Linked DNA regions of Oryctolagus cuniculus: region 2 is linked to region 1. The links are chromatin contacts, called in public Hi-C maps. All regions are on one chromosome and are shown on one strand. Each heading gives the region's core, a stretch centred on a gene start, on an enhancer-like site or on the middle of the called end of the contact. The rest is flanking DNA. Distances are from core to core; before and after follow the strand shown. Region 1 holds the start of TTC9 (tetratricopeptide repeat domain 9). Region 2 overlaps TTC9 (tetratricopeptide repeat domain 9).

What was found. Hi-C and Micro-C count contacts between places; a contact is called where the count stands out from the background.
Region 2: a Hi-C map of embryonic fibroblasts shows a contact between it and region 1, with 1.6 times the contacts expected there. The contact joins the enhancer-like site here to the promoter of TTC9 in region 1.

The regions. Positions count from the first base shown.
Region 1 is chr20:16,672,904-16,678,150 of mOryCun1.1, reverse strand. It overlaps TTC9 (tetratricopeptide repeat domain 9), which reads right to left and starts at 1,593. Exons shown (of 4, transcript XM_070065172.1): 1 at 696-1,593. The coding sequence starts at 1,098.
Region 2 is chr20:16,738,449-16,743,462 of mOryCun1.1, reverse strand. The region is part of intron 2 of TTC9 (tetratricopeptide repeat domain 9); the gene reads right to left. Among named protein-coding and RNA genes, the nearest start is that of TTC9, 64 kb to the right of the region's middle. Within about 2 kb of position 1,957, at least 1 of the 8 cell types and tissues checked has an H3K27ac peak or open chromatin away from gene starts, as enhancers often do.

The sequences.
Region 1 (5,247 bases), core at 344-2,843:
AAGGGTCCCCCTCTCTCCCACTCCAAGCCTCAGGTGGGACCCAGGGCAGGCAGGAGGGCAGGAATGCGGCAGAGCTCAAGCCCGTCAGCCAACGGCAACCAGGAGCCCCAGCAGAGCTCAGAGAGAAGGGGCATTTTGGAATCCATTTTGCTCAAGATGCTGAAGTCATTGTGGCAAACTCCGGTTTGTTACTGGGACGGAAGAACTTGGGTTAGGGCCTTACTCACGGGATGTGGTTAGTTGGGGGTGGCAGGGGCCACTCTGGTATCAATGATATCTTGGGAGAGCAGACAGGTGCACTGGCTGTCCTTAGGACCCGCCCGCAGGCCAACGCCTGGCGAAGGGTGGGTGGTGGGGCCCACCCTAGGCACTGTTCCTGCATTTTGGACCAGGTCTGCTGGCGGGCGGGACCAGCAGCTGTCGTCGTCAGACCAGCTGAGTCCCTTTTCTGTCCAGTCATTTGTAAGTGAGATTTACGATACATGCAAAGGAAAGGGGCGCCATCGGAAGGCAGAATGCGGAAAGTCACACTTTTCCCGAAGCGTCCCCCTCCCAGGCTGACCTCCCCAGAGCGGTGCGGTCGCAGCCGCGGCGTCTGCACCGCGGGTGCGCCGCAGTGGTCCGGCGGGACGCGCAGGACCGAGTCCCGGCGCTGGGCGGGCGGAGCGCAGGCGGCGGGGCGCGGCGAGACTCACCTGCCAGGCTGTTGTAGCAGTCCACCTCGATGGCCTCCACCGTCTTGCTCTGCTCGTCCGACAGGCGGCCGAGCTTGGGGGTCCCGGCCGGGGAGGCCGTGCGCGAGTCCCGCTCCCTTTCCCCGGGGGGCGGCAGCAGCCCCTTCAGCTCCAGCAATGCCCGGTGGTATTTGCCGATGGCTTCGCGGAATTTCTTGTCCTTGTAGCACTGCGCCCCTTGGCTCTTGAACTCGTGCGCGCGCCGGATGAGCTCTGCGGACTCGGCCGCCGCCCCAGCCTGGCCCCGCGCTGGGGCCCCGCCGCCGCCCGGGGCGCAAAGCGGTGGCGGGGGCCGCTGCCCCTCTCCGGCCGCGGGCGGGCTCGGGTTCCCCTTGGCCCCGGCTGCCGAACCCTTCCTCTCCATCCGGCCGCCGCCCGGGCGTTCCGCGCGTGTCGAGATCCGCCCGCCGCTACCGCCGCGCCCTCTGGGGTTTAAAAGCGGCGGGCGCCGGTTCCGCGCCTGGCAGGCTCGGCCGCGGCCGTGATACCCCGCGGCGGCCGGTGGCCCCGCACTCCCATTCTCCTCGCCAGCTGCCGGAGGCTGCTCTCTGCTCCTCCCGCTGCTCCGATCGCCCGCCCCGGCTCGCCTCCCTCCCCCACTCGCGCGCTGCCCGCCCTCCTCCCCGCCCGCCACCTGCCCGCCGCGGCAGCCCGGCCCTCGCGCGCCCAGGGGCTCTCGGTGCCGGGGGACCGCGGGCCCGACTGGGGTGGCGGCGATTGTCGCTGACCCGGAAGAAGCTTGGCTCGCCGAGGGGGTGGGGGAGGATTAATGACAAAGGCGGCCCCGCTCTTTCCCATTCAATTCAATTCTCGGAGACGCGCCTGGTCTGGAAGAGCCTAATGGGGGAAGGGGCGTGTGCGTGCGTGGGTGGGAATGGGGGTGAGGGCGGTGGCGAGGCAGGGCGTGCAGACTCGCTCTCGATGGATTTCTGGAACGCTCACAAGCAAGGTGCGGCGAGCACACGGGGCGTGGGCACAACCCCTAGCTCCCCCTTATTTGCAGCAAGGCAGTACTATTTTTAAGGGGGGCAGGGCCTCCCTTTCATGGACGCAGGTGGTCGCTGAGGTGTATTTGGGTGTGTGGCTCCCGAAGCGCCCAGAACATGGACGTGCTCTGCCCTTCGCCGTGGGGCGTCGTGTACCAGGAGCCTATATGTGCTTACTGTGAGGGGTGTGTATGTGTGTGCACACGCACGCACGCGCGCACAGCTGTGCACAATGAATCACAGATATCAGAGATGGAAAACACCTGTTCCTTTCGGTCATCAGGCTTGGCGTGCATAGGGTTCTGGTTTCCATTTACAGGATAGTTCGTGCCCTTGGCCAGCAGGCATCATTCCTTCATTCATTCTTTGAGTCCACCCTGAGTGGCAGCTGTCTGTTGAGGATTTGCTAAGGCCAAGAGGCAGAGATGAGCAAGTCACCCCTGTACCCCTAAGAGATTGACCATCAACACAATCCATGATAGAGTCAAGGCACCAGGTAGAGACTGGGAGGGTCAGAAACGGCCCTGGGGCGGGGGTGGGGAGGGCCGTTTTGGAGGATCCCAGGCATAACAGAAAATAGCAGTTGAAGGCCTTGAAGGAAAGGTAGGATTTGGGCAGGAGGAAATGGAAGGAACCGAAATCCGGCAGGGGTCCTGATGTTTAGTGCATAGAAGATTGCTTTTGAGGCCCAAATAGAAGGTGTGGGAAATGATAGGGTTGCATTACACAGGCTGTTGGATGGAGAGTAAAGATTTGACTTTGGAGGCAACCAAGAACACTGGCATTTCTTGTGCCCCACCCCCCATGCTAAGAAAAAAAAAATGCTCTAAAGCAGCAGTTGTCCAAGTGTGGTTTCCAGACCTGCAGCATCAGCATTGCCTGGGAAACTGTTCAAAATGCAAATTCTCAAGTCCGACGTAGACCTACTAAATTGGAAATTCTGGAGATTGGTACTGGCAGCCTGTACTTCCACAAGCCAGCCCTCACTTGGTACAGATGTGTTGCTGCCACACCTTGCTTATTCAAATGGTGGCACTTGCTCTGGTAGCATCACTCAGGCCTCCTGGATATGTGGGACCTGCAAAATCCCAAATCTATTGATCCAGAAAATTCATTTTAGCAAGATTACCAGGTGATTTGTATGCCTCCTAAAGTGGGATTTTGGAAAATACAGAGCAGTATAAAGAAGAAAGCCCTAACCCTATACTGACACCCAGATACAGTCTTTGTTAATATTTTAATGTAATTCCTATCTTCTGTATTGCATCTTTATTTGTACAGAGTGCTTTTTAAAAAAAATTATTGATTGATCTGAAAGAGTTACAGAAAGGTTGAGACAGAGAAAGAGAGAGAGAGAGAGAGAGAGAGAGGTCGTCCATCCACTGGTTCACTCCCCAAAAAGGCACAATGGCCAGGGCTGAACCAAGGCGAAGCCAAGGGCTTCTTCCAGGTCTCCCACGTGGGTGCAGGAGTCCAAGGACTTGGACCATCCTCCACTGCTTTCCCACACACATTAGCAGGGATCAGGATTGGAAATGGAGCAGCTGGGACTTGAACCAGTGCCCATATGGAATGCTGGTGCTGCAGGCAGTGGCTTTTACCCACTATGCCACAGTGCCTGCCTCCAGAGTACTGTTTTAATCAACATGAGTGGTATGGGACAATATTTGTATACACATTTTGTTTCCTGTTCTTTGCATTTTCCATTATATGTGATTAAATATTATTTTAAGGACTCATTTTAATGGCTATGTATATTCCATCATATGCTAATAATAAAATCAGACAGATTTTATTGTAAATAGTACTGAGATAATAGAGATAATAGATACCACTTATATATAGTGCTTACTCTGTGCCAGGCATTGAGCTAAATACTTCACATATAATAATTCCTTTAATGCTCATAGCAACTGCTGAAATAAGGGCTGGGTAATATCCCTATTTTGAACACTAAGTCAACTAAGATTTCATTGCCAGTAAACAGTGGAACTAGGGTTTATTTATTTATTTTTAATTTGACAGGAAGAGTTATAGATAGAGAGAGAGACAGAGAGAAAGGTCTTCATTCCATTGTTTCACACCCCAAATGGCCGTAACGGCCGGCACTGCACCGATCCGAAGCCAGGATCCAGGTGCTTCTTCTTGGTCTCCCATGCGGGTACAGGGGCCCAAGCACCTGGGCCATCCTCCACTGCCCTCCCAGGCCACAGCAGAGAGCTGGACTGGAAGAGGGGCAACCAGGACTAGAACCCGGCGCCCATATGGGATGCCGGTGCCACAGGCGGAGGATTAACCAAGTGAACCACAGCGCCAGCCCCAATTATTCTTTAAAAATTTGTTAAAAATATTTTTGAGAGCCAGAGAGTGCTTCCACCCGTTGATTTACTTCACTAAATGCTCCCGCCAACTAAGGAACTCAATCCAGGTCTCCAGGTCTCCTGCATGAGTGGCAAGAATCCTACCACTTGAGCTGTCACCACTGTCTCCAGGTTCTGCATTGACAGGAAGCTGGAGTCAGGAGCCGGGGCCAGGAATTGAACCCAGGCACTCTGATGTGGGACACAGGCATCTTTTTTTTTTTTTTTAGATTTATTTATTTATTTATTTGAAAGTCAGAGTTACACAGAGAGAGAAGGAGAGGTAGAGAGATATAGAGGTCCTCCATTTGCTGGTTCACTCCCCTATTGGCAGCAACGGCCGGAGCTGTGCTGATCCAAAGCCAGGAGCTTCCTCTGGGTCTTCCCATGTAGGTGCAGGGGCCCAAGGATCTGGGGCATCTTCCACTGCTTTCCCAGGCCACAGCAGAGAGCTGGATCAGAAGAGGAGCAGCCGGGACTTGTACTGGCGCCCATATAAGATGCCGGCACCGCAGTTAGCGGCTTTTCCTGCTACGCCATAGCATGCGCCCCAGGACAGAGGCATTTTAACTGCTAGCTTAAACGCCCACTGCAGATCTGTGCTTCAAATCTAAGTAATCTTCAGAATCTATCTTCTTCATTCTCTTTACACTTGTTTCTAACCCCAATTTTTTTTTCCTTATGTAAAATTATTGTTTCAATTTTTAAGAAAGACTTGAAACATATCGTCAGTTTGGTTCACAGAAAGGTTGTACTAGCTGTGGTCTCACCAACAACGTACTGGTTCCACAGCATCCAACATCAAGGGTGAACTTCAAAAAAATATTTTCTGATTTCATAAATAAAACATAGATATCAAATTAACTGGGATTTCTTTAATTATCAGGATGAACATTTCTCATATGTGTAGTTGCTGTTGATATATGAAGGACTTTTAGTTGAACACAATTTGAATAAAGTACACCTGTATTTTAAAGTGGTTCCTTTTTTTAAATTTTTTGACAGGCAGAGTGGACAGTGAGAGAGAGAGACAGAGAGAAAGGTCTTCCTTTTGCCGTTGGTTTACCCTCCAGTGGCCGCCGCGGCCGGCGCACTGCGCTGATCCGATGGCAGGAGCCAGGTACTTATCCTGGTCTCCCATGGGGTGCAGGGCCCAAGCACTTGGGC
Region 2 (5,014 bases), core at 708-3,207, 65 kb before region 1:
ACTAAGTAAAGATTTCAACAGTTTGCTCCAACTTGCGATAAACCTACTTTCGCTTGCTTTGCCCACTCTCCTCGTTCTTGATCACTGTGAGACAAGAAGCCCTCACAAAGTGAAAACAGACTCCCTTAAAACTAGCATATCAGCCATGGACTTCTTGAGAAAGGAGAAAAACCCCTATTGTCCAGTTACTTTGTCCCTTATAATGACAGTCAAGACGGGTATTCTAATACACCCAAGAGGAGGCTAAGGTTGGTGGAACTTCTGGTTTGTACCCACTGCCAACACCAACGTCTTCTGAGTGAGTAAAAGAATGAAGATCAAGGAAAAGAACAGAGGCTCAATGAGAGCTCGTCGTGCGTTAACTATTATGTGTGGTAGGTACTGCGAGTTAGAATTACCTCAATTCTCACAATGGCTCTGTAGACAGATGTTGCTCTGTAGTAATACTGAGGACACCACAGCTCAGAGAGGTTCTGTCACTTACCCAGGGGAGCACAGCCAGGAGGTGACAAAGCTAGGATTTCACTCTAGGCCAGTGGCTCTTCACCAGAGGTAGCTCTGTCCCCCTGGAGACATTGGGAGACATTTTTGCTATCACAGTGGGGCCAGGGGAAGGACATGCCCCTGGGTAGCAGGAATGCTGCTGACATCCGAACACGCCCAGGACATCCTGCCCAGCAGTGTCCTTTCCCACCTGTCAGTAGTGCTGAGGCAGAGAGCCCCCGAGGGCTGGTCTACCAGAACCTCGTGTGTGTTCCATTATACCCAACTGGGGGGGTGGGAGTCAAAGAAGAGCCTATGAAAAACGCTGTGGCGTGGCGGGTTAAGCTGCTGCCTGTGATGCTGCCATCCTATGTGGGCACCAATTCGAGTCCCGACTGCTCCACTTCCAATCCAGTTCCCTGCTATGGCCTGGGAAAGCAAGGGAAGATGGCCCAAGTCCTTTGGGCCCCTGCACCCACATGGGAGACCTGGAAGAAGCTCCTGGCTCCCGGCTCCCGGATCCTGGCTCCTGGCTCCAATCTGGCCCAGTCCTAGCCATTGAGGCAATGTGAGGAGTGATCCAGCACATGGAAGTTCTCGCTGTCTCTGTTTCTGTAACTCTGCCTTTCAAATAAATAAATAAATCTTTTAAAAATTTTAAAAAGAAAAATGATACAGTAAGAGATTATTTGAGAGAGTTACAGATGATAGAGAGGGACACACAGAGAGAAAGGTCTTCCTTCAGTTGGTTCACTCCCCAAATGGCCGCAATGGCTAGACCTGCGCCAATCCAAAGCCAGGAGCCAGGAGCTTCTTCTGGGTCTCCCATGTGGGTGCAGGGGCCCAAGGACTTGGGCCATCTTCTGCTGCTTTCCCAGGCGATAGCAGAGAGCTGGATTGGAAGTGGAACAGCTGGGTCTTGAACCAGCGGCCATATGGGATGCCAGCACTGCAGGCGGTGGCTTTACCCACTAGGCCACAGAGCCAGCCCCATGAAAAATTGCTTTAAGGAGCCAAACCTGGAATAGGGAGAAGGGTAAGCTAGAGATGAGAACAACTGAAGATAAGAAGCATTGGAAGCCACAGACAGGTTCTGGTGGGAGGCAGGAAGGACCTGGGGGTGAGTGGCAGAGGTCTAAGAAGTGAAGGGAGTCCCAGTGCCAGGGGCAAGAACTTACTGACTGACAGCACACAGCGGGGGACTCCCAAAAGCTCATGGCAAATGCGCATTATGCAAAAAACATACATGGATTTCACTTTGTTTTGCAAAATAATATTTTTTCCTTCCATTTTTCATGTCCTGTTTAAGGGCGCCTTGTGGAGGATGGGAGAGGCAGGGAGGAGTGAAGACAGAGGAGTCAACAGTGATTCTATTTCCCCTCCTCTTTCCCTTTTGCCCTCTCTCTTTCCTTTGCCCCTCCCTCTCCCTTCTCCTTGCCGACCTGCACCCCATCTGCCTTCCTGCTAACTCTGTTTTCCTCTGGCCTCCAGTTCCAGGCTGCGGATCCAAGCTCCCCCCTCCCATCCAACAGCAATGAAAGATCCCCAATGTTGTCCGTCACCAGAGCCAGCACACTCCACGGCGACAACAACGGATCCTCACAAGTCTCCATTATCTTGCCTTTCTCTCCACTTCCTGTTTGTAAGGTGGTTGGGAAACTTTGACCTGTGTCTAGGATTGTTATGAAGACAGACACATGGCTCCTGGAAGGACCTCCAGGGAATTTCTCACAGGAGGGAGGAGGCAGGAAATCCTTTGTGTCACCTTTTCTGTGTGTTTGTGTGTGTGTGTGTGTGTGTGTGTTTTCTGGAGTGTTTTCCAAAGCACAAGGGCCTTGGGAGTGGCTCTCCCTGGCTTTCTTCACTCCTGGCCTGTGCCTGTCCTGGCAGCCTGCTGCCTGCTTCAGGGCCAGGGAGCTGGCATTGCCAGGCCTGCCTGGAGCCCTGTTGGCAGAGCATTCCGATTCGATCTCTATCTCTGCTCCCCAGGAACTGGGGAGCCCTGTGGAGAGGCCTCTGGCGTGTGGGGCTTTTGGAAAAATGCGGTCACTAAGAAAGCTGCCATAATAAGCTGACTGCTTCCAGGGCTCGCGGCTCATGGCCGTGACTGCCTGGGTTCGCCATGAATCTGCAGTCCCGAGAGAGGGTAAGCAGCTCCCAGCACTGCTGAGCCCCAGGTTAGTTCCCAGCACATGCTGCATCCGTCCATTTCACCCCTTCTGTGGGTCAGGGGAAGGAGTGTGCGGGCCTCTCTAGCCCCCAGCTCACCAACACTCTCTTTTCTTTAGCTTCCTGTTCCCACTGCCATCTGGTTCTGTCTTGAGTGATAGCCAGGTCTTGGAGATTGGAGAGGAGTCTGAGGCCCTCTCTGGATCTGCTCCCAGTGTCCACTTTCTGTTTTCCTTCCCCTTCCTCTTTCAGGTGTCTGCCCTTCAAACGCTCCTCCACCCGTTACATCTTACTCAGTCCTAGGCGGGGACTGGGTCTCGGCCGCGTGAACCCTCAGGAGCCTCCTGTATGGCGTTTTTGGAACATGCTGACATCTAGATCCTGTTTTCAATATTTATTTTATTTATTAGGGAGAGAGACAGAGTGCCCACCCATTGGTTCACTTCCCAAATGATCTGGAGCCAAGAACTCAGTCCAGGTCTTCCCACGTGGGTGGCAGGAACTCGAACACGTGGTTGATCACTGCTGCTCCCAGGGTCTGCATCAGTAGGAAGCTGGAATCAGCCAGGGTTCAAACCCAGGCACTCCCACAGAGGATGAGGGTGTCCCAAGCCCGCTTCTGGGCCCTGTTCTTTCCACAGAACTCTGGGCATGTCAGCAAACCTCTATTTGCTCAACTTTCCTCAGTGTGTAATTGGGACTAACAATAATATATGCCTCGTGGAGTTGTGAGGATTAAATGACTAATGCATCTAAACACTCTGAATAGTGCCTGACACCCAAAAGGCTGCATAAAATCATTAGGAATTATTATCTGTATGAAATGGCTGGAAGTCAGCTCAGTGAGGCGTTCTCCCCTCCCATGAGGTGGAGAGCTGAACCACCGTGGGGTGGCCAGCTGTGGAGGTGGCCAGATCAGCATCTGCTGCCTTCGGAGTAGCCAGACCCATTTTGCAGGTGCACAGAAAAGGCTGGGCCAGGTACCCAAATCAGCACAGTGCGCGTGGGAGCTGGGAGCCGCCGTGGAGAGGGGCTCAGCAGAGGCAGGGGATGGGAAATGGGTTTTCTATAATAAGGGGGACATTATCCCAGCCATTACTGGACTGCAGGGTGAGCAGCTCTTAAAGAACAAAGGGGCCGGGCTGCTGCAAGCGGAGAAACCAAACGAGTGTGCTTCTCTGGGAAGCTGCCAGAGGTGGGCCGCGGGGACCACCCAGTGGAAGGCTGGTTGCCAGCACCTGCGATCCAGTTACCACCCCTCCTCCATCAGCTGCACCTTTGCTCCCCAGCTCAGGTCTTCAGGGCGGTTCACTCTTCGCCTCCAAGGAGAGGCCTTGGGGAAGGGCCTGAGACAGCAGCCATTCCTGAGTGGGGGAGGGAGGGAGGGAGGGAGGGGTCCCGTCTGTCTTCTGCACTTTCTCTATGAGCAGGGTTGGCAGGCTCTGACCTACATTGAGCAAGCACAGTTTTGCTCCGCAGGGGGCAGTGTAGGAGGTGTAGGAGCTTCTTGCTGGGGCTCCCCAGGGAAGGAGCAGCAGACTGCCCACAGGGCCCGTGCCCTCCAGACTTCAAAGGCGCTGTTCACCTTGGAGCGACACTCACGCCTCTGGACGCCGTGCTGCTGGCTAGTGCCCTGAGCGGCTCAGAGGTCTTGATTGTGACTCATTTCTGCTTCAAGATTCCAAAGCCTGCCAAGTGCCTGAGGTTTTCTATAGCTGGTTTTTAGTTACATTCAGGGGGCAATTACAGTCGGCATCCACCCTGAAAGGGTCCAGACCCTCCCTCAAGGGCAATGGGTCAAGGGGCACTGACCTTGACTTCATTTTCAAGCTAAAATCTCTGCCCGGAAGCTCCTAAGCTTCATTACCCTAAGATGGGTGAACGTTGCTGAACTGCACCTGCGTGAGCTTGTGCCCAACTCTGTGTGTGATGACAAAAACTTCCCCTCTTGCATATTCATTTCCTCCTAAAATAAAGGATACATGTTCCCTCCTTGCTTGGGGAGCCACAGCCTTGGAAGCGATTCTTCATGGTCTCCTTCTTTGCTGCAAATAAATGACTTTGTGTGACAACTAATCGTGATGGAGGTTTGGACTCCAGCTCACCAAGAGGTGAGTTGTGACACCAGGAGGGAAACAGGGTGCAGAGCTGCCCATCAGGAACTCAGCCTTGGGGTCCTCTCCACCCTGTTTTTGGTGCTCTTTTGTGAGGGACTGAGGATGGCGGGAGGTGACTGTAGGGGTGGAAACGGTCAAGTTGAAGTAAAAGGATGAGAGAGGCCATCGCTCGGAGCAGGAAGAGAAAAGCCAAGGGCTTTTCCTTCGTCACCTCCTGCTTTAGAGGGAGCTGTGCTGCCTGGGAG